Linked DNA regions of Mus musculus: regions 1, 2, 3, 4 and 6 are each linked to region 5. A link is a contact called in public HiChIP or PLAC-seq and promoter capture Hi-C data. All regions are on one chromosome and are shown on one strand. The core of a region is the stretch at or near the end of the contact, and the rest is flanking DNA. Distances in the headings are between cores, read along the strand shown.

The links. Promoter capture Hi-C pulls out the DNA fragments that hold promoters and counts their contacts. HiChIP or PLAC-seq counts read pairs in DNA pulled down with a chosen protein or histone mark.
Region 1: a contact with region 5 is called in a promoter capture Hi-C map of the C10 cell line. The contact joins the enhancer-like site here to the promoter of Tmem38b in region 5. A contact is called at or near these places in 5 of 39 promoter capture datasets (the C10 cell line, cranial neural crest, embryonic stem cells and 2 more) and 3 of 115 datasets of contacts at active chromatin or transcription factors (astrocytes, embryonic forebrain and embryonic stem cells).
Region 2: an H3K27ac HiChIP or PLAC-seq map of embryonic stem cells shows a contact between it and region 5, with 5 times the contacts expected there. The contact joins the enhancer-like site here to the promoter of Tmem38b in region 5. A contact is called at or near these places in 4 of 39 promoter capture datasets (cranial neural crest, hippocampal neurons, liver and 1 more) and 3 of 115 datasets of contacts at active chromatin or transcription factors (differentiating embryonic stem cells and embryonic stem cells).
Region 3: a contact with region 5 is called in a promoter capture Hi-C map of liver, with 13 times the contacts expected there. The contact joins the enhancer-like site here to the promoter of Tmem38b in region 5. A contact is called at or near these places in 10 of 39 promoter capture datasets (the 3T3-L1 cell line, cranial neural crest, frontonasal cranial neural crest and 5 more), 1 of 484 Hi-C or Micro-C datasets (liver), 4 of 115 datasets of contacts at active chromatin or transcription factors (embryonic forebrain, embryonic limb bud, embryonic stem cells and 1 more) and 1 of 9 other capture datasets (adipose tissue).
Region 4: a promoter capture Hi-C map of hippocampal neurons shows a contact between it and region 5, with 4 times the contacts expected there. The contact joins the enhancer-like site here to the promoter of Tmem38b in region 5. A contact is called at or near these places in 7 of 39 promoter capture datasets (the 3T3-L1 cell line, cranial neural crest, hippocampal neurons and 3 more) and 2 of 115 datasets of contacts at active chromatin or transcription factors (astrocytes and embryonic forebrain).
Region 6: a contact with region 5 is called in a promoter capture Hi-C map of pre-B cells, with 5 times the contacts expected there. The contact joins the enhancer-like site here to the promoter of Tmem38b in region 5. A contact is called at or near these places in 9 of 39 promoter capture datasets (the 3T3-L1 cell line, cranial neural crest, hippocampal neurons and 4 more) and 1 of 115 datasets of contacts at active chromatin or transcription factors (embryonic stem cells).

The regions. Positions count from the first base shown.
Region 1 is chr4:55,093,180-55,097,930 of GRCm38.p6, forward strand. No RefSeq gene overlaps it. Among named protein-coding and RNA genes, the nearest start is that of Gm42289, 26 kb to the left of the region's middle. Within about 2 kb of position 3,287, at least 17 of the 459 cell types and tissues checked have an H3K27ac peak or open chromatin away from gene starts, as enhancers often do.
Region 2 is chr4:55,132,519-55,136,866 of GRCm38.p6, forward strand. Gm12514 (a long non-coding RNA gene) reads right to left here. Exons shown (of 3, transcript XR_881288.2): 2 at 3,590-3,660. Among named protein-coding and RNA genes, the nearest start is that of Gm12514, 4.5 kb to the right of the region's middle. Within about 2 kb of position 2,018, at least 20 of the 459 cell types and tissues checked have an H3K27ac peak or open chromatin away from gene starts, as enhancers often do. A contact at or near this core is called in differentiating embryonic stem cells and embryonic stem cells, where this site is marked.
Region 3 is chr4:55,240,070-55,244,780 of GRCm38.p6, forward strand. It overlaps the pseudogene Gm12508. Among named protein-coding and RNA genes, the nearest start is that of Gm34231, 35 kb to the left of the region's middle. Within about 2 kb of position 3,267, at least 12 of the 459 cell types and tissues checked have an H3K27ac peak or open chromatin away from gene starts, as enhancers often do. A contact at or near this core is called in liver, where this site is marked.
Region 4 is chr4:55,074,717-55,079,147 of GRCm38.p6, forward strand. All of the region lies in intron 11 of Zfp462 (zinc finger protein 462), which reads left to right. Among named protein-coding and RNA genes, the nearest start is that of Gm42289, 7.8 kb to the left of the region's middle. Within about 2 kb of position 2,500, at least 54 of the 459 cell types and tissues checked have an H3K27ac peak or open chromatin away from gene starts, as enhancers often do. A contact at or near this core is called in embryonic forebrain and hippocampal neurons, where this site is marked.
Region 5 is chr4:53,822,687-53,827,788 of GRCm38.p6, forward strand. Tmem38b (transmembrane protein 38B) reads left to right here and starts at 3,359. Exons shown (of 6, transcript NM_028053.2): 1 at 3,359-3,534. The coding sequence starts at 3,423.
Region 6 is chr4:55,323,882-55,328,319 of GRCm38.p6, forward strand. No RefSeq gene overlaps it. Among named protein-coding and RNA genes, the nearest start is that of Gm52739, 21 kb to the left of the region's middle. Within about 2 kb of position 2,465, at least 86 of the 459 cell types and tissues checked have an H3K27ac peak or open chromatin away from gene starts, as enhancers often do.

The DNA.
Region 1 (4,751 bases), core at 2,037-4,536, 1.3 Mb after region 5:
ATTTAGAAAAGGGGCAATGCCGGTTGTTAATTGGACAATAAGTGGCGCCCTTACATAGGTGCTTAATAATTATTTTGTGAAGGAATGTTATAAATTGAGAGCATGGCTTGATGATGCTGGGAATTCTTGTGATATTGGAGGTGCATCTACTAAGTGTGTGTGTGTGTGTGTGTGTGTGTGTGTGTGTGTGTGTGTGTGTGTGTGTGTGTGTGTGTCGGGGGAGGGGGGATATAGCCTGGCTACCCATGCTTTGGAAGCCAAGCCTCTCCCTCCACGCTGAAACACTTCTAGAGCTTTTGTTTGAAACACTAGCTCTGCCGGGTGTGGTGGCGCACACCTTTAATCCCAGCACTAGGGAGGCAGAGGCAGGTGGATCTCTGAGTTCGAGGCCAGCCTGGTATACAAAGTGAATTCTAGGACAGCCAGGGCTATACAGAGAAACCCTGTCTCGAAAAACAAAAAAACCAAAAAACCAACCAAACAAACAAAAGAAACACTAGCTCTCTCCCGAACACTTCCTGGCTATATAGGGTAATGCTTAAGACACCTGCTGCTCTTACCTTATGAACCAAACCAAGCCTTAACACTTCATTCTTTTTAAGAATCAGAGAAGTGTCTTTGTAGAAACAATCAAGACGCCTAGATTTTCTTCCAAGGTATGTCCAGCTCCTAATATTTCACATGGAGTTGCACAGCAAGGACATGACAGAAATGAGACCAGGTCAAATATATACACCATACAGGAATAGGCTTATGTAGGGAGCTTCCCTTCAAGTCAATCGAGAGAGGGACCAGAAGCTGCCTTCCACAGGGAATGGCAGCATTTCTTACTTTCAGGGCAGACTGAGGTATTGTGAGTTTTTGTGGGCCATGGATCTGGTTTTGTTTTTCTTCCTTGTATGTGGTGTAGGTTCCCTGAGCAGCCCCACATGTTGCTGAGCTACTTCTGCTTCTGATGCCCTCATCTTCCCCAGATGTCTCCGCATCATCTTCCAGATGTGTCTGCCTTCTGACCTGCTTTGTACATTATGATAAGGATGAAGGCCTCTGATGGTTTAGCTGCTGAAAGAGCACAACGGTCAGAAGAGAAAAGTTATCAGCTCCTACAAGAGACAGGTCAAGTTCATCCTGTGTCAAAGTCTTGGGCAAATTTGTATGTTTGTGTGTGCATGTGTGCTATGGTATTATCAGGGAGGTCAGATAACAATAAGCAAGCCAGGCATAGTGGCACACACCTTTAATCAAGCATTCAGGAGGCAGAAGTAGGTAGATCTCTATGTGTCCAAGGCAAGTCTGATCTGCATAATGAGACCCTGTGTGATGGTTTGTATATACTCAACCCAGAGAGTAGCACTATTAGAGGGTATGGCCCTGCTGAAGTAGGTATGGCCTTGTTGGAGTAGGTGTATCACTGTGGGTGTGGGCTCTAAGACCCTTGTGCTAGCTGCCTGGAAGTCAGTATTCTGCTAGCAGCCTTCAGATGAAGATGTAGAACTCTCAGCTATGCCTGCACCATGCCTGCCTAGAAGTTGCTATGCGCTCACCTTGATGATATTTATAGTGAATCTCTGAACCTGTAAGCCAGTCCCAATTAAATGGTGTGCTTTATAAGACTTGCCTTGGTCATAGTGTCTGCTCACAGCGGTAAAACCCTAACTAAGACACCCTGTTTCAAGAATAAAAAATAAAACTAGAAACAAGCAAACAAGCAAAACAAAGCAAAGCAAAGCAAAACAACAAAACAAAGTGTGCTTCCCCAGAGGACAACATGTAGGAATCATCTCTCTTTCTTCCCAATGGGTCCTAAGTCCTTAGGCCATCAGGTTTGACAACAAGCATCTTTATCCACAAAATCAACTCTCTAACCTGGACAAAACATTTAAAATATAATCAACATGTCTCCATGAAGAATCGAGTAGAATCCGATGCAAAGGTTAAGGCAGCAAAGGGGACAGAGATGATGTGAAGACAGAGGCAGCAAGGCTTTTCATCCGGACAGCCATCGCTCAGGTACAGGTCCCTGTCAAGAACCCATGAACTCAACAGAAGTAGCAGCCTTTCAGTTTCTGTTAAGTAACCTAGGCAACTGTTATTAAGGCCAGCACAACAGAGATGTTATCTTTAGCCAAGCTAGTGGCAAACTACTAATGGATTGCCCAGCTGTGTGATCTCAAAATCTTAGGGTTTTAATTAGCAAATATCAAGAGTTGTGCCCCATCTGATATCTGAGTTGATCCTGGAGGCTTACCAAGGATGTCTTATGGAAGAAGATATGGAGCTAGTTGTGGTTGTTGCTGTTTGCTGAGACGAAGTCTCAGGTAGCCCCAGCTGACCTTGGACTTGCCATGCAGCTGAGGACGACCTTGAGTTGCTCATCTTGCCCTGTTCTCACAGAATCATCTCACCACTTCCTGTTTTATGTTGTGCCTCCTCCATGCTAGGCGATCACCCTACCATAGAAGCTTACTAGTGTGTCCATCATCAGCTCCACTGGTTTTAGCTTGATTTAGTCACAAGGTCATACTGTTGTGTGTAAGCATTCTTGCTTTCTTACCTAATCTGTTTTCTCTTTATTTTTATAAAGTCATTGAAAAAGAACATAAGGATGGGACAGTAGAATGCATTTTAAGAACGATCCTTTTCAGGGCTCAGATTTTGTGTTTCTTGCTCTTTTTAATGGACCCTAACTTCTATCTACCTTGCTTCTTGGAGTTGTAATGAGGCCAGGTGAAAGTAGGGGCTATTTGGGATTTTTCTGAGTCTCTTTGAACTCCAGCTCCACCATTGACACAAGATGGGGCCTTGAGGACATCCAATGCTCTGGCTCTCCTTTTCTGTTCTGTGAAATTGGATGGTCATAAGGAAAGTACTGCTTATCCTGCTTCTAAGAAAGGGCTTTGGAAGTCTCCCCCACGGTCCTGAGATCATGAGCTTGAAGAATTAAGGCCTATGATGGTTAATAGTGGATGTCAACTTGACAGACTCTAGAACTGCTAGGAGACAAACTGCTAGCGTGCCTGCCAAGAGCTTCTAGATTAGATGGACTGAGGTAAGAAGACCCGCCCTAAACGTGGGTGGTATCACTCTATGGACTGAGACTTCAGACTGAACAGCCAGGAGAAAGCAGGCTGAGTACCAGTCTTCATTTCTCTGCTTCTTGACCAGGCTGTGAGCAGCTGCCTCATATGGCTGCCACTTTGCTTTCCACCCGAGGAAGACCATCCCTTCAAACTGGAACCAAAATAAACACCTACATTCTGAAGCAGCTTTTCCTGACTGTATTGTGAAACCAGTGAGAGGTGTGACCAGAACAAGTCCTTCCCGGGAGCAGAGGGGAAGATGAGGCCACATTAGCAGTGAGTGAAAGATCTCATGAATGCATGCTTTTGGGGGTTTTATTTATTTTTATAGATCTCTCTCTCTCTCTTTCTCTCTCTCTCTCTCTGTGTGTGTCTGTGTCTCTGTCTTTGTCTCTGTCTCTCTCTCCCTCTCTCTCCCTCTCTCTCCCTCTCTCTCCCTCTCTCTCCCTCTCTCTCCCTCTCTCTCCCTTTCCCTCCCTTTCCCTCTCCCTCTCCCTCTCTCTCTCTCTCTCTCTCTCTCTCTCTCTCTCTCTCTCTCTCTCTCTCTCTCTCTCTCTCTCTGTGTGTGTGTGTGCCCATGGGCAGGTAGCCACAGAGGCCAGGAAAGGGTATTGGATGCTCTGGAGCTGGGTTCATAGGTGTTTGTAAGCTGCCTAATGTGGATGCTGGGAACCAAACTCTTGTTCTCTGTAAGAAAAGCAAGCACTCTTGACCACCGATCCATAGCTGCACTCCAGTTTTTCCTAAAATAGAGACACAAAATGCTTTTCAATTACTACATAGCAGGGTAGTGCTTTACGATTAATGTTTATTTATCATCCTGTGTTCATAAGAGCATCAACAAGATCTCCTTCCTCTTTAGTTTTCCATAATGTGCTGAAAATCCAGACTGTAGATGGGGTGGGGAATGGGGCAGAATAAGAAGTGTTCCCTGTTTGGTTGACTGCTTAGTGGATCCTGAATTCAGGATATTCGTTTCTTTCTGTTGGTTTGCTTGGCCATTGTTTTCCCTTGTTCCCCAGAGACTCAGTCTCAAGTCACTGAAAAAAAAAAAAAAACAAACCCCATGTACCATCTGCCCTTAGCAGGCTGATTCCTCCCCTGGGACCTAAAGCCCCAGGGAAGCACCACCATTAATCCACTTACCAAGGAGAGATCTTGGCCTTGCCTGATTCCTCTTTCACATTAGCCCCTCACTTCTGAGAGGTCCACCTGTCCTGAAGCCTGTATCCATACTCACTCTGCTGCTCTGGCTGACTTTGCACGTCAAGGCCACTCTATTTTTTTTTTTGTCTGTCTCTTCCAGTCCTAACCATAGTACACAAGGCTGCCTAGATGACAGCAAACCTGAGCCATCATTCTCTGAACCCCTCCCTGTCGACACCCATCACCTATGCCCCCCCCCAGCTCCTATGCTCCTCACCACTCTTCATTTTCCCTACCTTTCCACATTTTGTTCTAATTGTGAGGTACACTTCCTCCACCCTAACCCTAGCTGTTTTCCTTTAGCCTTTATTTGGATTATTTTCCTTTTGAGACAAGGTCTCTAACTCTGGGTGGCCTCAAACTCCCTATGTAGTTGAGGATGGCCTTGAACCTCTAATCCTCCTGCCTCCACCTCCTAAGAGCTAGGATTATAAATGTTAAATAGCATCCATAGTTTATGAGGTG
Region 2 (4,348 bases), core at 768-3,267, 1.3 Mb after region 5:
CCTGGAAGAACTCACTATGTAGGCCAGACTGGCCTTGAACTCACAGAGATCTGCCTGCTTCTACCTCCTGAGTGCTGGGATTAAAGGTGTGTGCCACCACAGCCAGCTCAATAAACGACTTTGAGAAAATGATTCCATGCTTTGGTATATGATCTGGGTTTGAAATATGGCTTTGTCAATTAATTGCCAACAAAACACTGAGTTAGCCTCTTCAAGCTTTAAATTTTCATTAGCAGTAAAATTAGTCATAATAAGATCACTATCTTCTTAGAGGTTTGGTGTGGATTAAATAATAAGAGATGAACCTTACATAGCTAGGTCTTTGTATAAAGAGTCTTACTGTTTGAGGGCATGAAGGATAAGAGGAAAGAACAATAAATCCAGCCTGTAGATGACAAAGAGTTTACACAAGGCTTGAGATGTGCACTTATTCTTAAAGATCTTCACCAGGTGGAGGAGGGCAAAGGTGAGGATGAGCCTTCTGACAGAAGGAGTAGTTTACTCAAAGCATTGAAAGCTGGAGACAAGCTGGTGGGTTTAGAGAGCAGTAACTACAACCATATGCCTGGTGTACAGGTGGGATGGTGGTGAGAGCAGAAAGGTGGAAAGTGACAACATTCACAGGAACATGGAAGATTTGGGATTCGGTCTATTGGAAAAAGAGGGCACCTGGAAATCTCAGCCCAATAGCCATGCATCATTGGCCTCCCAGGTGAGTATCAAATGGCCATTATCTCTCCTGTGCACACTAAGATGGTGTTTTCTGTATGGACTAAGGTCCATTTAGAGTTCCTTCCAGATGCTCACAGTAATATTATTCAAGGTTTGCTTTGAATAGGGCAGGGTTGTGAGTCAGAGATTTAATGCAATAATATCCACAGATCATGTTGATCTCTTGGTGGTGATGTGCAGTCGCTCCTTCTCATTGACTCTGCAGGATCTGGGGACATACTGTTTCTACTCGGAGGTACCAGACTGCTGGAGTGCTGGGCAGAATGCAGATGGATAGCAAAGAAAGACTTGCTTCTTAAGTAATTCCACATATTAGTATCACAAGGATAATCTCTCACAATCAGCAGACAGATATCCTTATTTGACAGTAGGAGATGCCAACTGCTTAGGCCTATGTGACCCCTTTCCTTAGGTGCTCCCCCATCCTCATGCCCACACTCTATGCACTCCTGCATGTCTGTGTCATATGCTGAGCCTCTCTCTCATCAAATAAAAGCCCAAGACTCTAGAGTTTCCCCTCTCTCTCTCTCTCTCTCTCTCTCTGTATGTATGTATACCAATTCTGCTTGCATGTATATATGTGTGTGTGTGTGTGTGTGTGTGTGAATACGAATATATATATCCAGATCCCCTTGAACTGGAGTTACAGGTAGTTATAACTGCCATGTGTGTGCTGGGAATTGAACCCCAGTTCTTTAAAAGAGAAGCTAGTGCTTTTAACTGCTGAACCATCTCTCCATCCCTTGAACCTTTCTCTTTAACCCATCTCACGTCCCAATTCCCAACCTAGTACAGATTGTTAGCCATGGTAGAGCAAAAGATATCTCAAATTCCAAATTCCCAGACTGCTGCTTCCTAATGATACAGGTTCACTATGAATACACCCAATCTATCATTCAATCATTGAAGGCAAGATGAAGATGATGGACAGGTGAGGTAAGGATGGTGGACCATCATCAAATGTGAGGTGATGGACAATCAATCATTGAAGGCTAGAGGTGAAGATGGTAGACAATCATCAAAGGGACGATAAGGACGGTGGACAGGCAAGGGGAAGATGGCAGAGTATCAATCATCAAAGATGAAGTGAGGATGGCTAAATGCCAGCTTACTTCCAGAGAGGCTACTTGAGGGAACCTCACAAGTTGTCGCAAGTAGGAGCCAGGCCTGAGGGCTGAGAGGCCAATTCCACATGCTTAGGGTTCTAGGTACACACAGCAATTGAAGAGACCATCTGGAGAGAGGAGCTTAAGAATATAATAGAGAGCTGGTTGATCCTAGCATATATCAAGTCTTTGAGGAAGTTGAGAGACATGTGCGCGGTGATATCTGTGAATAAAGCACACACACACACATCCTCTAAGATGAAAGAGAAGTGCTACAAGGTTGGTAAGAGACATTGGGGGGAGCTTGAAAAGTGTGTGGAGAGAGGCAGTTGGAGGGGATTCTGAGCAGGAGGCTAGGGGAGATCCCGGTCCCACTTGTGTGGTCCTGAGGTAGAAAGTATGAGAGGTGAACAGCTTTAAGTTGAGCAAATCATTGTCTCACAGGGTACTGGAACAGTGCACCCTAAAGTACAAACAACAGAATGAGCCATGGAAAGTCACATCTTATAGTCACAGTGGCTGGGAAATTCAAGATCAGAATTCCAGTGAGTGAAAAGGTCAGTTTAGGAACTTTGGGAAGGTCAAGAAACACTTGCCTCTCCCGGAAGGGAGAGGCTAATTAACATTTTTCAGACCACAGGGGGGAAACAACCTGCGGGCGGGGACACATTCCACAGGACTGACTGTTGCGCACCTTCAGACAAAGGAAGTCCTTGTCACCTCATTCCTTAAAGACCAATCAGTTGAAAGGTTGCACTGTCATATTTGCCTAGTTGCTGATGCTCTATTCTGCCCCTGAAAACCATATAAAAACTTACCCAAATGGGTGCTGGGGGTCACTGCCTCTCCTTCGGGTCTGAGATGACCCCAGTGCACTGGAACAATAAATTTCTCTTGCTTTTTGCATCGATCCTGGCTCCATGTGGTTCACTCAGGGCGACCCTGGTAAGCTTAGGCTCCCCGGAGTCTTACATGAGTTCTGCAAGCCCCTCTTCTAGGTTGCAGAGTACAGCTGTTTGCCCACTTCCTATAAGGGCACACATCCCATTCCTACGGGCTCCACCTAATTAATCCCTTCACTCAGGCCTCAACTCCAGATAAGATTATAGTTTCACCGTATGAGGGAAGAGGGCAACAAACACTATAGCTGGAAGATAGAGTGGGACAGGAGGGGTCCTAGGGTATGATGCTGGAGAAGGGGGCAAGTCAGGAGACTAGTTGAGCAGAAGCAGCAACTCACTTAACCCTCAACACCCCAGCAGAGGCCTGTCATCTTTGAAGTAGGTCACAGTCAACTTGCATGTGACAGATAGATAACCAGGTGAGGAGGCTGGTGAGCTGGGTTATTATGGTTGGTGCATTACATTGTCTGTAAGCTACATACCACTATTTAAAAATTGAAGTAAAATCCCATTAAGTCTATTGGAAAACCTGACATGTAGCCTGAAGAAATAACCATTCCCCCACAATGAGAGTTGGGTTTGATACACATTTTTTCAATTGTATTTTTCCAATTATTTCCATACAAATGTATATTCCCTCTCCCAGTCTCCTGACCTACCTTTGTTAAAGAAACACTTCTACTCTGATGTCATATACGCATATACAACATTATGTTTAAGCACATTCTTAAAGACTAAAGGTATGAAAAAATACATTTAAGAATGAAAATAGCTAATTGTGAACCTTAATGAACATTTCAACAAGGTCCAGGTTAGGAAGAACTGAGTTCCTCAGGGCTGTTGACTCACCTCAAGAGCCGAGAAAGCTTTTAGCCCAGGTGAGAAATGCCTGACACAGGAGCCAACAAAGTTCACTTCTTCTGTAAAAGGAAAGGATGGATCTACTTTAAAGGTTAAATTGCGATCTGGGAGCTATAATAGCACTGTCAAATAATTATTATTGTTATTTTTACAAATCTATTTCATTTTAAAACAAGTTGGGAAATTTCTAACTTAGTTTAAATGAGACCTCAGTTCTCCCAGGCCTGATCTGCCACCTGAGGCAGGACCGCCCGCTGGAGGAGCGCTGTGCTGAGTCATTAAGATGGCAGCTCCCACAGAGAGAAATAAAGAAGTCAGATTCTCGAAGCAGAGCCACTGAACAGTAGGGGGAGGGAGGGGAGGAGGGGAGCTAATTTTTGCAGGCAGATCCGAATGCTTCTCTTCCTAGGCACTCTTAGTCAATATTTATCTAGCTATTCACAGGATGATAACTAATCATTTGTCTCTCTCCTCGCCGCTATCTTTCTCTGCCTTTTCGTGGTGCACTGAACTTGGGCGACAGAACACCACTGTAACTTCTTCATCTTGCAAGAGGAGGTTGAATGGAAAACCTGTAGCTGAATTGACTTCAAACAGTGAAGCCCAGGCAACTGGTTGTAGGCAATGAGGCTTAAGCTCCCCAGCTCTTAGTGCTGAACATAGAGTTACGATTCATTAAGTCGGATGGAATTTTTTAGAGTGCTTTTTTATTTCTTTATTTAATTTTTAAAAATAGTATCATTTGGA
Region 3 (4,711 bases), core at 2,017-4,516, 1.4 Mb after region 5:
TCTCCAATATCCTCTAGCCTAGTGGTTCTCAAGTGGGTACGGTAAATACCCTGTGATGCACACCACAGCCTGCTCTTGACACCAGGTAATCATCTAGAGTCCTGGAGTCAAGCGTGCTGGTGCTGCAGCTGAGAAGAACCCTGCTCTAGGCATTGACAGGAGTCCTAGAGTCCGCGCTGTCCCACGCAGTCAGCTAACCACATGCAGCCACCGCACACTGGAACTGCAGCTAGTGCGACTAGGAAGCAGCATTTCTTTTTAATTTATATTTAATGTCAACAAGTTAAATTTAGATAACTACAAATGGTTCGTGGCTAGAGCACAAACCAAGCTCTTCTTCAGCGGTCCTCTTCCTATAGTCAAATTTTAGTGTCAGTTTGATAACCCCCTCAGCAAACTTGAAGCCCCCTGTAGGCGAGGAATGTGCTTATACCCTCCTAGATGAACCCAGGCGTAGTCATCCGGCTGTTGTTTTTCATACAAGCCAACGTTTTTACAAACAGAAGGGTCTGCTAGCCCTTTGCTTCAGACAGCTAGCCTCTTGACAACCTCCAAAGCGCACGTTCTTTGTGTTTGGGACCAAAGGACTGCAGCACGCTCCTGCCACCTGGTGGTGATGTAGAAAATGTCAGGCAAAGGCTCTCCCCCTGAGGTGCTGTGGTATGACCAAAAGGCAGGACAGAAAACAAATGCTTTGGGACTTGGGACAGAATTATCTGTTAATGGAATCATAAATCAGAGGGAGAAATCAGTTTCCAGATGAGGAAACTAAAGGGAAGAACCACTTGGTGACTCACTCACATATAAAACCAGCCATGAGCCAGCCACCTCCAACCACGTGTTTCTTCCCCTCTGGATAATAAATATTTCTCTCTCTAGGATGAATAGAGATGTTATTGACAGATAAGAACTGACCTCTGTCTTAGGTGCTTAGGTACTTGTTCACGAAGGGCACCAGTCTGTCTGAAGAGGGTACTACTTTAGAAGTGATAAATCCTGCTAGAGTTGGTTGATAATGGCCTTGTTCTTTCTATTCAATTGGCATCAGGTAGCTATGGGTCATCAAAACTGGAACGGGTAAATCCCTCCCTTCTGCAGAAATGGGCTACAATGTCACTTCTGATTCATGCATCAAATACGTGTTCAGAGTTCGTACTTTGTGCTGGCTGTGATGCTAGGTGACAGGGGTACACCAAGGGGGAGGGAATCCCATGAGGTTTCTGCTCATGGGAAGGTCACGATGTGCTAGGCTCCCATACAAACTCTGTACAAGGTAACAATAAGGACAGCCCACACCGGTCAGGGAAAGGAGATGAGCTAGGACCAAAGAAGACAGCCATCAACGGAAGCAAGATCAGCTACAGTCACAAGATCTGCAGAGGGAGCAGGGACTCACAGAGCCCAAGTCCCAACATTGGTGGTACCCAAGTAGCCAGTTACTGAGTGTGAGGTGCTATTGAGCAAACTGAAGCGTCAAGAAGGAGTGGATGCCAAGCAGATGATATATGCAGATCATTAGATCTGTGTGTCTAAGGAGAGTACACATGTACGGTACCAATGTGAGAGCGTGGGAGGCTTCTGAAAGTGACAGGCCTGAGGTGCCAACAGAGGCTAGTCAGAGCTGTGGGCCTGGGAAACCCAGTAGACTGGACTGAGGGAGGGTGGGGATTGCAGCACATCTTGCCACTGCCAGAATCAGTCTCAGGTCCAGGATTAGACAGCCAACACCAGTGGTGTCTAGGGTAAGAGTACCTGCAGGGACAGTAGACACTATGACCACAATGCTAATGCATTCCCCGTGAATCTCTTGTGTTCATTTAGCTCACTGGTTCTCAACCTTCCTAACGCTGTGACCCTTTAATACAGTTTCTCATGTCGTGGTGACCCCAACCATAAAATTATTTTCATTGCTACTTCAGAACTGTAACTTTGCTACTGTTATGAGTCATAATGTAAATACCTAATATGGAGAATATATGATATTTGACCCCCAAAGGGGTTGTGACCCACGGGTTGAGACCCACTGATTTAGCTCAAAGCTGGTGGCTGTGCGGGAGTCAAGGCGCCACATCTTCAATTTGATTTATCTTTCAAGCCCTTGATCAGCTGTGTTTATAAGCAATGATGGTCCAGAGCATGTTTCCAGGGGAGGCCGTTGTAAGGCTTTATAGAGCCGTTAGAGAAACATCTTAGCCTGGGAAATCTATTCTCTCCTACCCCGTCTAACACCAGTCTGTAAGAGCTTAGGTCAAGCTGTGATGTTGGGTCCTTTAACGTGTCTAATCCAACATCTTCCTGGGAAGGATATTGATTTTTGAAGATAAAGTTTGGTCTGGAGCAGAGACAAATGGAAGACAGAGATTGACTGATTCATGATGTGGTAACCTCTTGCCTAATGGCTGTTCTCAGTCTCCCCACATAGCTTTCCGCTACTCCAACCCTGACCTGGGACCTTGATCTTAAAGCTCTGAGGTGAACTTCAGCCTCACTGGCAAGGGATCTGAGTTCATGGGGGACAGGGCCACGGGGCAACATTGTGACCCTGTAACAGTTCTATCTGGTCAACTTGGCAGGCCCCGAGATAATTCTTAAAACTGAAAAGAAAAATTATTGCTGGGCCCCAAAATAAAATGTTATTCCAGATATTAAATATTGTCTAACAGACAGTAAATTTAATGGCCCTGAAGTGGCTTCAGACCTCTGAGAAGATTTTACTTCTCAGCCTTGGCAGGGACACCAAGTACCACTCTCCTATTTCTGCTCTGCCTTCAAACTGTCATAAATAGTTAACTGTGTGAGTCCTTTCCAAAAGAAAAGAAAAAAAAAATCCTCCCAGGAGCATCCGAAAATAGCCTCCAGGGGCTCGATGCATATTTCCTCGGGTCCTCCTCTTAATCTCTCCATATGGGTGGCTATGATTTATTGTTACTGTCACCTGTGGACCGACAGAAACAAAGGCAGCCAGGCTGGAAGGCAGACAGAGGTAGCGGTATGGGAAGGGTCTCTGGAGAGATGGAACTGAGCGTCCATTCCTGGTGAGAGTGCAGGCTTAAGAGCCATCACCTCTCCTTCCTTTGGTGTCTCTGCAACAAAAGGAGAGAGGAGGGGATGTCATCCTCTCCCAAGATGCATCGAGACTCTGCCCTCGAGAAGCTTCCAGAGAGTCTCCCACAAGGCAGAACCTGCCAAAGGCCAAAGACTATTGTGACAGGGCAAGTGTACACTCATTACACAGGGTGCATGTCACCTCTGCCATTTCCTATCTCCAGGCCAAAAGTGAGCTCTCTCCTGCCACTTTTCCAGCCCAGTGGCGTGACCCGAGGCTGGCTGTCCATCACCAGCTCGATGCAAAAGGAGAAGGGAAAGCCGGGCCCAACTGAGGCCCCTGCCTGCTCATGCTAGCTGTGCCTCTCCATCCTTGTGTTTATCCACAGCACGGGCACCACCTCTGAGACACTAAGCTCATCTTCAGGGAAGCAGTCCCTGCCAATAGACCACCAACCCAGGGATCCCCTGTTGACCCAGGAGGAGGGACAGGGCAGGGACCTCCCCATCTGTCTCTGTACCTTCTGTTTTCCCTCTCAGCGCTCCTAACAATGCACCATGATTAGTTGCGGCTCGGGCCCCCTGACACCCCTTAACCTGGAAAATCAGGCAGACTTTCGAGACAGCAATCAGCTCCCAGACACATCCAACCGTAATGTGATTACTCCATTTACCAAAATGCAAAGAGAGATACTTGAGGCGTTTCTGATTAGGGCTGACATTATCTCTCTAATGGGCCATGGCATTAATCAAGGCTGTTGCTATGACTATGGAGATGGTGGGGAAATAACCCCAGCTTGATTCTGGGCCTGCCCAGTTGTGCCACTGTAGAAGAGGTCAGCTTTTGTTAGGGACATGGCACAAGAATGGCTTCTTCCTGCCTGAGAAGGGCTTTCTATTGAGATCACACCAACAGCCAGAAAAAGGCCTCTGTGTTCTTTCATGACGTTGGATGCTCTGGTTCCATAGCTCAATATGATTTGGTGGCATTGTTCTGGAGGGATTGTGTGTGTGTGTGCATGAATGCTGGGGTTGGGGGTACCAGGCTGATCCGTGAGACTGTCAGAGCCTTCTGCTATCCAGAGTTACATCTTAAGAGTCGGCCAGCCCCCCTGAGAATTCTGTAGGGCCTGAGAACCTGGGGAAGGAGGAGGAAGATCCTTCGAAAGGCCACCTTTCCCATGGCATAAACGCTCTGGCCTCTGCTGCTCTCTCTCCATTCCAGGCCTCAGAAACATTTGGCAGACACAAGCCAGTAACTACAGACCCTATGTGAGTGCATGGAAAACAGGGGCAGAATGAAATGGGTGTGACAGGCCCAAATGAAAAACCCTCTGGCCTCTGCTCTAGATGGCAGGATACTCACGATCTGGAAGAGGCATACAGGGATCAGATGATACCACTGGGGCCGGCCATCAGGACCTGGTTCTCATTTGCTAGTAATGAGTTCTCCATAAACCCTAGTATAAGAGGACACTCCGAGGGCATCAATATGGAGTGCACACACACGCACATGCACACACGTACACATGCGTGCACACATACCATGTCCACAGTCAAGATTTACAATCAAGAAATCTGCTTCTTGGGGCGGGGGTGATGATTCAGCTGGTAAAGTGCTGGTGGCACATGCGTGAGAACATGAAAGACTCTGTATTTAAAAGAC
Region 4 (4,431 bases), core at 1,250-3,749, 1.3 Mb after region 5:
TGGTATTTGCATTTATGCCTGGTTCATTTCCTTCAACATATAATCCTCATCCATGTTGTCACAAATGACAGGAGTTCTTGTCTTAAAGTGGAATGGTATAAATGATATGCCAGTGGGCATCATGTCATGTTTTCTGTATCCCTTCATCGACAACTGGCCACTCAAATGAGTTCTATGTCTTTGCTGTTGTGAATAATGCTGAGATGAACCCTGGACATCTCTTGGTGATATTCCCTTCATTCATTTCATTGTCTTTGTGTGTTGACTCAGCAGTGAGATTGCTGAGAAACTTACATACAGTATTCCATAATGGCTGCCCAAATTTGCTACTAGTCCACAGCATTGTTCTTTCTTTACCTTCCCCAACACTTGTTCTCTTTCCTCCTTTAGGTAATGGACACTCTAACTGCTATGGGGCAGTACTTAAGGTTGGAATTTGCATTCCCCCCTTGTTCAGGATGTGGAGTGCCATTATATTGCTGATGTCTGTTTGCTTATCTTCTGAGACATGCTTATACAGAGCCTGTGTCCATTTCTTAATTGGGGAAATTGTTCACTCAATTATTGACTGAGTTGGTTGACTTCTTCATAGGACCCGGATGCTGACCCTGTGACCAGTGTGTGGTCTACAGATTCTCCTCCTCTTCTGTGGCTTGCCTTTTCTTTCTGACGTTTCCTTGGCAGAACAGAAACTTTCCAGCTGGATTCAGCTAGCATTTGCCTATTTTTTTCTTCCGTTACATGTGATTTGGGGGGTCATGTAAAAAACTTTAAAGAGAAAATCATGGACAACCGGTGTCCTGGAGATTTCCCCCGAGTTTTCCTCCAGCAACTTTTGTGGTTTTAGGACCTATGTTTCAATCTCTTACTGATTTGGAGTTGATTGTTTTTCCATCTGGGAGGTCAGGATCTAGTTTCTTTCTTCTGCCTGTGGTGCCTGATAGTGATATTGGCAACTTTCTCAAAGCTCAATTGACTGAGAGAGTGTTCCTATTCCATTGCTCCATGAAACTGATTCTAGGTTACTGTCAAGCTGTTTTGGTGACCTTGTCTTTCCTTAAGTATCTTAAAGTCACGGAATGGAGTGCCTCGAACTTCTTATCGTGTTCACTCTAGGTTGTTATGGCTATATGGGGTCTTTTCTAGTTACCTTGACGTTACAATGGAAAGCGAAGGGTAGATGTAACTCAGTGATAAAATTCTTGCCTGTGGTGTGAGAGGCCGTGGATTTTAAGAGTGCCAAAAACATTAATTAAATGGCATGGCATCCAAGACATGGACCTAATAAATAAGAGTTCTGACAAACTTAAAACCTATCTAAAGTAAGGTAAGAAGATAGATAATAAACCCACTGAAGGGTAAATCTCAGTCTTGTTGTTCCAGAGCAGATCTCTTAACACTACACACATCTTCAACCCCTTAGAGTGCTAACGTGTTCTTTTTTTAAAGAGACGCTAGTCATGAAATGCACTAGCCCTTGGGCTAGACTAAGGCCCCATGGCAGAATATCTAGCAGACCTGAGCAGGTCTTCCTGAGGCCATTTTCTTCTGTGGTTTTTTTTGTCCCTACCCTCCCACTGTGATAATCAAGGGATCTAGTTGGGTCCTTCAATCTCCAACTAACATAGAGAGCCAAGGCTTACAGCCAAAACGTGCTAACTTGTCAAAAGCTGCTTGCTGTGGTCAACCTGCAAGACTGCATAAAACAAAAGCCTCTCCTGTAGGTTGACTCAGGGCCATTTCTTATAAGGGAAATGCTTGTGATCTCAGAAGTATGCCTTATTTCTTTTCCTTCCTTCCTTCCTTCCTTCCTTCCTTCCTTCCTTCCTTCCTTCCTTCCTTCCTTCCTTCCTTCCTTCCTTCTTTCCTTCTTTTTTTTTTAACCTTTTAACAAATATGTTCTTCACAACAAATCCTTAACATCTCTTCACTGTTTTGGCTGTCCTCAGGGAGAGGGAGACAGGATGCTTCTGAGTGAGTCTACAAAAGCTTCTTTTTCTTCCTGGTACTCGGGCTCTGCTTGTCCCTCTTGATGAGATAAAAGATTCCTTCTTGGATATTTTGACTTTCTTCATGTCTAAGGCTACGCCTAGGCTATTTCTGAAGCCATCAGCATTCCAGAGCCCTCCATTTCCCAATGCTCTCCCCCAAAACAAATAAAACAAGCTTAGGCCATGAGAAAACACCGCGTCTGAAATATGTGAGGTAGCAAGCACATCTTCCTGCTTGTCCAGCTTGATCTCAGTCTATCCACTGGGCTTTCGGCTTCACACGAGATGGAATTAGGGCGAACAGCCTGGCTTCTACTTCCCTCTGAAAGTGTCATGTCTACATCCAGAGACCTAAACAAAAGAAGAAAAACTCCTCCTTGGGTAGACAAGTTGTGTATGAGGGACTGACTTGAGTACCTTGGGAATTGCAAGCTGAAACTGTCCCTTCCCTGTCACACATCCTTGCAAGAACGGTTCCCTTTGTCCTATCTCCTTCTCTTTGGAAACAACCTAGAATCAATCTTCCACCACCTCAGTAGATTGTTGCCAAGAAGACAGGGCCAACAATAGCCTGGGGTGTTTTTGCCAGACATCCTGGCTTCTGGCAGAGTGCACGAGGGGCTATTAGCTCAGCTCTCAGGCTGAGGGAGAGTGATTTGAGATGTGACAGGTAGACTGGCTTCTTCTGTGAGGATGAAGCTTAGCATGTGCCCTTGGAGACAATAGATGACCGGCTTCATGTTTCCTGAGGGCAGAGGATCAAGTACCAGCTCCATTCTCCTTGTGAATCATTTGGACGTTCATATAGACACCTTTGGTTGGGGAGTTCATGGCCTTCCTGTTCCCCAGTTCCTTCCCAGACATGAGAGCTGAGGACTGTACTCAGAATAGACACACAGCAAGATCAGCCTGGGAATTTCAGAGAGAAGCCACGCACGCACGAAGAAATTGAAAGGAACCCAAGCAGAACGCCGCCCACCCTGCCCCCTCTCATTATGCAACTAGGAGGAGTCAGGAAGGCATTCTGTTGATTTCTTGCCCAAGATAATCCCTGCTAAGGAATTAATGCGCAGACCAGATGGCGCTGTGTCATTTCCAGTGAAAAGAATCAAGGAAGATAGTCTGTGCAATTATTTTTAATGGCTTGTGTGGTGATCTTCTTAATTTGTGAGAGAATGCCTTGTCTTTTGTGAGAACTGGCCCTGTTCACGTAGCTTTCTTGTGAAGTGGATGAAGGCATCCCAGAGTCCTAGCTAATGTCTGGAAGATTTCATGAAATATGGGGCATTTCAATCAGAAGTTGTCTTCCTGTGACGTCTAATCTGCTGAGGGGCCCACGGTAATCAGAGATGAAAATGATCACGTTTCCCCAAGCTCCACCCTTTTTTCAGAACTGTGTAGTCTGCTACTTACTATCCGTGTGAAGACTTGGCCCTCAGTGGGCTAATGAAAGACATCTGGGCTTAGGACTAAGGACAGCACAAAGGCCACGTAAACCCTCATCTTTGAGCTTGCCAGGAGGTGTGGCTTATAAACAATTCGCTAGCCAATCCATGTGTATAAGGCCCCTCACATGTGGCAGCATCACAGGAGTGAAGAAAACAGCTAGACCAATATTTGCTGTGTACACCAGACCCATTCAGAAATGTCTGCGTATCCCAGTACTTGTGAATATCACCGGTTGAGAAATAAATACTGGGCGGTTGGCCAGGATCTGTCAGTGGCTGGGGACATGCTTGCTTTTCTTATCATTAGTTATTATTACATGTGTTTATTTATCGTATGTGTGAGAGAGTTGTACACGTGGAGGTCCAAGCACAATTTGCAGGAGTTGGTGGTTTTTGTCTCCCACTATGTGGGCTCCAGGGATCAAACTCCGGTCATGGAGCCTGGGAGCAGGCAACATTAATCTACTGAGACATCTCAATGTCCCAGACATGCTTTTATATAAGCTCCCGGCGGCCCAACCTCAGCGTTGCTTAGGGTACCACCCAGGAGGGTCTCTGCAGGGCTCCTATCCATCCGACAAAGGAGGTACACATGTTGTGATGCTTTGGCCTAACTTGAAATACGAAGAAGTCCTGTGGCCTACTCTGTAGAACCAGGTTGGGCGCTTTCTGTGGTCTATTTTCTTCTTAGTGAGCAGATAGCCCTGTTTCAAATTCACACTGAGTAGCTGCCGAGCTGTCAAGCCCTTGGTCAGACCCTGCAGAAGGGATGAGTTAATTAGAAAAGAGATGTAAAGGGTCTTAGAGTAAGCCAAGGAGCCTTTTCTGGCCAGAAGGAACCTGGGTTGTTGATGATAGCAGAAGTTGCATAAATAAGGAGACTTGTTGCATAATAAGTGACTGAAGCAGGACAGCTCCTATTCAGCTCTACTCTGGAAGTGTCCTTCAGAGAAGCCCAGAGTCAGTGGGGAGTCTGGCAGTACCTGCCAATG
Region 5 (5,102 bases), core at 2,109-4,608:
CCCTATCACTCTTGACCAGAGAGACATATTGCTACAGATGTGCCATAGAGAGCTGGCAGCTACCATACTGGTGACTGGCAGTTTACCTTTGCTGACCAGTAGATACTTCCTTTGGGGACATCAGGTTTTTATTTAGGTACGTTTATACTTGGAGAATCTTTCCAGTCTAATAGTTTTATATTTACTGGAAGTATAAATGATGCTGATACTTAGAGAAAAAGATTTTCATTTCAAATGTAAGAAATAAGGGCTAAGGTCATATGTTCCCAGACATAACACCAAAGGTGTTATTATTACCAAATACACAGCAAGTAGAGTTGAGTGGATTCTCAGACTGACTTAATCACTGAAACCTCGTGAGGCAGAGTCTCACTGTGCTGATTGGGTATGGTCAGTATTCTGAGTGTGACCAGCATTCCCTAGTTAACCCTCCTTTCTAATTCTGAACATGAAAACAGGTTAAATTCAAGCCAGGCATACCTTTAATCCTAGCTCATCGGAGACAGAGGCAGGTGGCTCTGAGTTAGAAGTCAGCCTGGTCTGCAGAGTTCCAGGATAGCCAGGGCTACACAGAAACACTCTGTCTGTCTCCTCCCTCCCCCTCCTCAAATAGGGGTTAAATTGAAGCCCATGTGTTTTGTGTGTAATATAATTTGATGTCGACAAGCTATTAAGTGGCTATAAATAGGCTATTAATATTATATTAGGTGAGGTTGTCCGATGGCTCAAGTGGATAAAGTCATCTGTAACCAAGCCTGAGAATCAGAGTTTGATACCTGGGAGACCCACTTGGTGGAAGGAGAGAACTGACCTCCATTGAGTTATTCTCTGACCTGCAGAAGTATATTGAATCACATACACGTAACCTCCACATACACTTAGTTATCGTGTGATAACTAAGTGTAATTAATTTAAGAAAATAACTTCAGATAAAAAATGCCTATCCAGAATACTAAAGTTTAAAAATAAGATTGTTCCCGTTAAAATGAAACCTTTTTTTTTTTTTTGTTCTTGAACTCTTTCTTCATGGTTCTTAAAAAAATTATTATAATAGATCTGTCAAAGTTAAAGACATGCCACTCCGTGGCTAGGAAGCAGTATTGCAGGAAAGAAAGGAAATGCCTTTTGTGAAGCTGAGTATCTCAGACATGGAGTCAGGGAGAGACGTGAACAAGCAGAAACTGACATGTGTTATAAGAACTAACCGTCTGGCGTGGCCCCAATGTTTGTATTAATAGAGCCACTGCCCTTGATTCATTTACCAGCATAGCTCTGGACTGTGCAGGATTTTGTAATCCTCCCCACCCTGGGAACATTTCGAAATAACGAGATATTTTTGATCATTACAACTGGTGTGTGTGTGTGTGTGTGTGTGTGTGTGCATGTGTGCATGCACAAGGGATACTATTGAATATCCTACAATACCTAGGGTAGTCCAAAAAGATTTGTTCAGTTCAAATGCCAATGGTTCTACTGTTGAGGAACTTGGTTTAGAAAAATACTAGTTTCACGTGCTTCTAAACAACAACAAACAACAACAACAACAAAATGCATTAAAGAGCTTGGGTCACAGCTCCTTAGCTGATAATCTGATTAGCCCAGTTTTGTTTTCTAAGGTGTATACCTTAGATTTATTTTATCAGCAACTTTTGTAAATCACTTTCAGACATCAGGAAAAGGCTGAATAGTCCAAGATGAACTGTCCCAAATCCCTCCTTTCTTCTTTCCTCTTCTAAGTCTTCCCTCGGTTCACTCCGGTTTTCCTCAACTACACAGCATTCCATTAGACCAGGTAGTTTATGTAGTGGCCAGAAGCAAATATGATAAGCACATACAAAATATGGATAGAGCTTTTCTGTGTGTGTGATCTTCCTAGTTCATTTCTTTTAGATCTTATAAATATTGTCTTTAGGCAGTAGGCAGATGTGAGCACACTTCGTTTTGCACTCATGTGGTGAGTCAAATGTCAGGGAGCCTGCAATATCTCTGAGCAGAGCTAATAAAGCCTTGACTGTTTATTTTATTATATTTATAATAAACAAAGTGTGCCAGAAGCTAAAAAGAAATGTTTCCCTGTAAAAAGTGTTTGCTTAGAAAAGCAGATCAAAAAGTATTTAATCAAGGCTATTGTTTCTTGACAAGTTATGAAATGAAGAATGTTGCTACCACTTTCTTACATTTGAAACCTGGTGTTTAGGACAGTGGTGCCTCTGGCAGCCAGTAAAATGCTCGGTACAAAGCACGGGTGTAAATAACATTTGCTAAGTGAGTTAATACCGAGGCTAACCTCAGGAGGAAAAGGCGATTGCCCTTTGCAGCAATATAACAGTCACCTACCTGCTCCCTCAATAGCTTGTGTGTACCCATGCCAAGTAACAACATGATCTGTTGACATGTCAAATAAAAATGTGCCAAATTTACCTTTTTTTTCTTAAAATCCAGTCTCACTTTTTCCCTTTACTTTTAGTTCTTTTTGCAACCAATTTCAGCAGATAGCTCCTTTTCTTGTTTTTCAAAACCTGGCTCCTTTTGCTGTCATTACAGGTGGTGTTTGTATCCACTTTAGTCTGCTTGGCAGTCTTTCTCTATCTGTGGCTTTGTCCTTAAGACCTGCATCTACTACTACTACCTTTTGTCTTGGATTAGTGAATGCATTTCTGATTTCCCTAGTCTCTTCTCATGAATCTTTGGTGCTGGATTGCAACTTCAGAGACCTGCCCATCTTCTTCACCCCAACTACCAATTCAGCACATGCTTTTGATAAACAAGACTGAGGACAATGTAGCGACTGATCAAGAGCTTAAACCACCTGGTTTCACTGCGAAAGACTTTTATTTCTTTTACAACTTCATTTTTCAGGTTGTAGTCTAGCCAAAATAACTTCTAATATTTACAGACTTGCTTTTAATACCGTGTGCATTTCCCTGCAATGGTCTTCTCTAACCATCTGCTTTGGCGTGGCATCCATACTTTTTATGCTTTGTGAAATTCCGTGAGTCCTTAAAATTTTTTTTTCCCTCTGGGAAAATTCAAGTTTCATGGGGATATGGATAAAACATTACCGTTTTATTATCTTTCATATCTTCACTAAGTAATAAATGAGTTACATCGTGGCTGTTCAGAAAAAGAGGAATGGCATCCGTTTACATAGAATCTGACTTTGAGCGTTGCCCGTTGCCCCTTGGGTCAGCTGGCACTGACTGCAACACTGAGAAAATGTCATACCTTTTTTAGGAGAACCAGGGCCAGGGCCCCGCCCCTCGTTCCGGCTCCGGCCCCGCCCCCGTTCCGGACCCCGCCCCCCTAGGCTCCAGGGCGCACGCGCAGGGCTGAAGCTGGCGCGGCCGTCCCCTCCCCCACCCCCTCCGCCGGAGGGGAACCGGCTGCCGCGGCTGCTGGGGCCGGCGGCGTCGGTAGTCGTCATGGAGTACCCGTGGGATGATCTGACTCTGGCCTTTTCCCGCACGTCCATGTTTCCCTTTTTTGATATCGCCCACTACCTGGTGTCGGTGATGGCGCTGAAGCAGCGGCCAGGTGAGTGAAGGGGCCCGACGCGCTCCCGGTTCCGCGTCCTCACTGCGGGAGGCAGGGACGCCGGGATGCCCTGCGGCCCACCCCTCAGTACCGAGCACGGGACTCAGACGTAGGCTGAGGAAGGTCATGTAGACCCCTGAGCGGGACGTCTCAGGTGGGACCTAGCACCTTGCTAGCGTGTTGAACCAGGAGAGGGGGTGGCTTTGCGGTTTCTCAGTCAGCCACTGGAGGCACGGTCCGGGTAACAGTCGCTTGGCATGTAGTTCAGCCCTCTGTGAAACATGTGGGATGGGATGGGATTTTCACAACGTTGAGTTCCATGAACCATGTGACCAAAAAGCAGTGTTTGTACTCCTGTCTTTGACATTGAATGTAGTGGGTTTCCTTTTAAAGTTCCCCATTTTCCCATTATTTTTCTGAGTCTGTCTTTGAGTTCAGGCATTTCTCTGCCTTCCTTGTCCGGGAGGTGAAGGGTGAAAGTTTAAGGGTTGTCTTACCTTTTCTGGACCACTAATTCTTTAAATCCTTGCCTCATACGTTTTTGAGAGTTTTCTGTGTCTAACTCGTGGAGGAACAGGTCATCCTCGTGGGAGACTGTTTCTCTGATTAAAGAGAACTACAGTTTCGTTACTGCTCCATATCTAGAATCCGATAGTATCTTGTATTGACTAAATCAGACGTTTTCAAAGTGTGGCTCACTTCCCAGGTTCTTCCCTGTCACACACTGTAAAGTTCATTATTTTCATAATGTATCTTCAGAGGTTATTTATCCGTTCTTGCCTTTATGAGTGTACAGCGAAGTTTCCCAATGGCCGTGTGACTTAACAGTGTTGTAAGAGATAATGAAACAGCTGATGAGTCCAAGCATTTCTGTTTGAGGCTAGACATTAAGGAGATTTGCCTAATTAGATAGCAATGTGCCTTTTCTCACGAAATACTTTTTTGATTTTGAGAATAGTTATTTTAGTAAAGAACACATTATTTACATTTAATGCATTATTTTAAAATCCATATGTAACTGCTTTAAAAACTGTTAACGTTTCCAAATGCTAAATATAAACACCAACTCTAGGTCCTTCCTTGTTACTGGAGATAGAAGCTACTGAAGTACCCACCCACTGAGTAGAGCCCCAGGCCAAGAAATTTTAAAAATATTTTTAAAGGTATGATCTACATAAATATATTCGCTATTTTTTTATCACAAAGTTATATGATAAAAATATAAAGTATTTTATATTCCAAAGCACTTTATCCCTCTGTAGTCTCTTCCCCTAAATTCTGGCATCCCATTCATGCCCTCTTTAAATTTTAGGGGTCAGTATGGGTCTAAAATTTGAGAATCACTTGGATAATTGAATGCTAATTACCAAGGAGGGAAACATGTTTTTCTCCCAGTACTAGGAAATGATAGTATTCAGAGGAGAATGCCTGCGCCAGCATCCAGGGAGTGTGTTAGAGGACCTAGTAACTTTAAGAGTAGTAATTATTTTCAGTCCTCACCATCTTGCCATTTTCATAGAGAACCATTTTCATTTGCATTTTTCATGGTTATTAATGTACATGCTTCC
Region 6 (4,438 bases), core at 1,215-3,714, 1.5 Mb after region 5:
AGATTTTAGACATCTGATTTCCAGCACTGTGGATTATGGCTTACCGTACATAATTTCTGAGGCCCTCAGGGATCTGTGACTTCCTATAGAAGTTTACAAAGAAAAGGATCGGTGTTGATGGTGAATCTTCTGTATTCAAGATTTTGTACTCCAGGCTATGTAGAAAGTAGAATTTCCTGATTGCCAAGATTTTTGTTATCATTCCCATTTGTTTCATTTTTTTAAAAGATTTATTAATTTATTATATGTAAGTACACTGTAGCTGTCTTCAGACACACCAGAAGAGGAAGTCAGATAATATTCAGGATGGTTGTGAGCCACCATGTGGTTGCTGGGATTTGAACTCAGGACCTTTGGAAGAGCAGTCGAGTGCTCTTACCCGCTGAGCCATCTCACCAGCCCTTGTTTCATTTTTAAAAAACATTTATTTATTATATTTATGAGTACACTGTAGCTGTTTTTAGACATACTAGAAAAGGGCATCAGATTCTATTACAGATGGTTGTGAGCCATCATGTAGTTGCTGGGAATTGAACTCAGGACCTCTAGAAGAGCAGTTAGTGCTCTTAACCACTGAGCCATCTCTCCAGCCCTCATTTTTTTTTTTTTTCTTTTTTCCGGAGCTGAGGACCGAACCCAGGGCCTTGGGCTTGCTAGGCAAGCACTTTACCACTGAGCTAAATCCCCAACCCCCCTCATTTTTTTTTTTTTTTTTTAAACTTTTTCGGGTTTTTTTTTTTTTTTTTTTTTTTTTGGTTTGGTTGGTTTGTTTGTTTTTTTAAATTTTTTTTAAAGATTTATTTATTTATTATATGTAAGTACATTGTAGCTGTCTTCAGACACTCCAGAAGAGGGAGTCAGATCTTGTTACGGGTGGTTGTGAGCCACCATGTGGTTGCTGGGATTTGAACTCTGGACCTTCGGAAGAGCAGTCGGGTGCTCTTACCCACTGAGCCATCTCACCAGCCCCCTCATTTTTTTTTTAATTAGAGGTCTATGCATTACTTTCAATTAATTTTTCTAATTATTTACTTTTTAATTTTGCTATACAATAAGGCAAAGGTGCACCACAATACACACGTGGAGGCAGAAAACAACTTCTGGGAGTCAACTCTCTCCCCTCCTTCTACCACGTGAGTCCCAGGAATTGAACTATGTTCATCAGGCCTGGTGGCAAGTGCCTTTGCCTACTGAGCCATCCTGTAGGCCTTTATCTCGGTTTTAAAGACTGCCATACAAAAGTGGTTCCCTTGGTAGAGTGTCCAAGGCAATATCCTCCAGCATCCCGGGGGCTATAACTGTCCTTCTAAATTGCTCCCCTATGATGCATTTATTACATTTTAAAAAGTGAATGGAGTATAAGCCCCTATGGACTATCACTTGAAATCTCTCCAAAGACTTACTATTTTTAAAACACCCCCATTACAGTGATCTATTATGACATCTCCTTCATCCACGTTTGCTTTGAGAGATGCACATACTACACTGAAGAAGTTCTACTCGTGGGCACAGGGCCATGGGCTGGCCATGTTGCTGCGAGAAGTCTTCTAACCTTTTTTATTGTGGCAATGAATTTTTAAACACACCCCCAAATCAGAGAGAAACAAGCCACAATGTACTGGACACCTAAGTCCCATCATTGTCAACTCACTGTCAACCTTCCTTCATCATTACCCTACCCCATTCAATCCCATTTCATATTCCTGGGTGGCTTTCCCAGGAAGCTGCGGAATTGGCCTGCCTTTCTGAAGATGTAGATGTTATTGTCAACCTCTTCTTCGAGCGCAGCCATCAAAGGAGTGAACACATTCCCCACAGTTGTCTTCAATCATTTAAGAGAGTTTCATTTTCAGCTCAAGCTAGAGACTAATCAAGCCAGAAAGGCAGGTCACTGAGGCCAAAGGACACTTTCCAGTTTAACCTGCTATACAACCCTGAACACCATCAATTTCCAGTTGAGCTTGTGGTTCTGAGAGGCACTGTTTACTGAGTGCTGTAAAGAGTGACTTCAGGACTCACTGGAGGCATCGTCGTCATTTTGGAGACTTAAAATTCAAGTCAGATTTAGAAGTGAAGGAAGCAGGCCATTTGAAAAACACTGGGGAGGCTGGAGAGATGACTCAGCAGTTAAGAGCACTGACTGCTCTTCCAGAGGTCCCAAGTAAAATTCCCAGCAACCACATGGTGACTCACAACCATCTGTAATAGAATCTGATACCCTTTTCTGGTGTGTCTAAAAACAGCTAAATAAATAAAGAAAGAAATCTTTAAAGAAAAACATTGGGGAGGAGAGTGAGAAAGTTTCTTTCATCCAGCAAGTGATCTGTAAGTGCTCTCAACTGCTAAGCCATCTCTTGAGTCCCTCTCCTAGATTTTCTTAATGAAACAAACAAGTAGGGCCAAGAGAGAGAGAGAGAGATGGCTGAGGGCGTAAAGATACTTATGACTAAGGCTCATGACCTGACTTCCATCTCATGACCAACAAGGTCAAGAGAGAGGCACGTGACCACCTCAGGCATAGGCATGCAGGCACACCTGTGCAAACACACACACACATGATTTTAAAATTTTGGAAAAAAAAAAGCAAATAGACAAGTCTTCAGACACAGGTACTAATTGGATACTAAGAAAATGCTGGACATAACTACCCAACGACAGGACATTGTGAAACTAACTTATAAAGTATCCATACGACGAGATTTTTATGAAGCCTTGAAGAACGAAGACAATATATTAAGTAAAAGGAGGCATGTCTTTGAACAAATAAATAGTGGATACAGATGGCAGAAGACTCCAAAGTGAAAAAAGACTCAGCTATATTAACCAGTTACATATTGTGTTCCCCATCAACTCTAAGCCTGCACATATATGAACGTTGAGGCAATAGTTGAGCACAGACTGGTTTTTGAAAGTTACAATGGTACACTTGTAATTACTCTTCCCTGTTACAGTGGCATGCAGTCTTTCAAGTCCTAGATTTAGATATGAAATGTTTTGCTGACAGATGTGAAACTGTAGATAAAACAAGCCCCACAAGGTTTGGTGGGTTATTATATGTTGGTCTCTATAATTAGACATCTTGAACCTATCTACTATGAAAAGGTGGGGGAGCAGGAGAAATAGTTCAGGAGTTAAAGAGTGCTTGCTGCTCTTCTAGGAGACCCAAGTTTGGCTCCCCAAAGCACCCATGCTAGGTGGTTCACAGTTGCCTCAACTCCAGCTCTAGGGAATCAGGGTGCCCTCTTCTGCCCTTCAGGGGTCCCCACACACAGATGGGGAAAACAGCACGTTAGAAATTGGATGGCTGTGACTTTATCTCTCCCTATAACTAGAAGTCAGTGGTTCTCAACCTTCTTAAAGCTGTGGCCCTTTAAAACAGTTCCTCATGTTGTGGTGACTCCCAACCTCAAAATTACTTTTCTTGCTACTTTATAACTGTAATTTTGCTATCATTAAGAATTGTAATATAATATCTGTGTTTTTACCAACACGGTCTTAGGCCACCCCAGTAAAAGGATCATTCAAAACCCCCAAAGGGTCATGACCCACAGGTTGAGAACTGCTGCTCTAAAAAATAGAAACTAGAAAATTCTGCTTTGTCACCACCTTCTGTCATATCACCTGGTTTGCTCAAACACAGACCAGTTAAGTTCTGTCCCACTCGGTTTCTGAGCCCACATCATCCATCCAGAATGAGCCTCTACTCTCTCCACACCATCAGAGTAGAAGATAGTGGTCCTTAGGGCCTGGGCTCTAGTCAGATGGGTGCAAAAGCCAGGAAGCTGTTTGTCTTCTGCAACACCGCCTCAAGGCTTCAGTTCTAGTTTCCTGATCCCACGACTGTGGCCCACAGCCAGGAAGGGGCCCTGGCTTAGCCTTCTCTCAGTTCCTCCAGGAACCACATGAGAGACAGTGCCTATATGAGAGACCACTGTGTACCTCACCGTTCCCTGCTGGCTTTGCTGTGAGCATCTTCCTTGAGGGCACACAGAACCTTTCTTGGGATGGAATGGGATGGGATGGGTTGGGAATCTCCCATCTCTGAGGGAAACTAGATACTGTTCCTCAGTGATCAATTTTAAGGATTTTTGCAAGCTGTAGTATTAAATATAACAATTATTAAAATGTCAGGATTTTTTATCTTTTATCCCAGAACCCTGGAGGCAAAGGCAGAGAAGTCCTATCACTTTTGGTTTTTGTTTTGTTTTGCTATTTTTTGTTTTTTGTTTTTGAGACAGGCCCTCTCTGTCTCTCTGGCAGTCCTGGGACTCTATGTTGACCAGGTTGGCCTCTTACTCACAGAGATCAGCCTGCTCCTGTCACCCTAGCGCTGGGATTAAAGGTGTGTGCCATCATGCCCGGCCTATCACTTCTTAGTTTGCCTTTCCACATCTTGCTATTATCTATGTTCTTGGATTATTTCCCTCTACTACATATA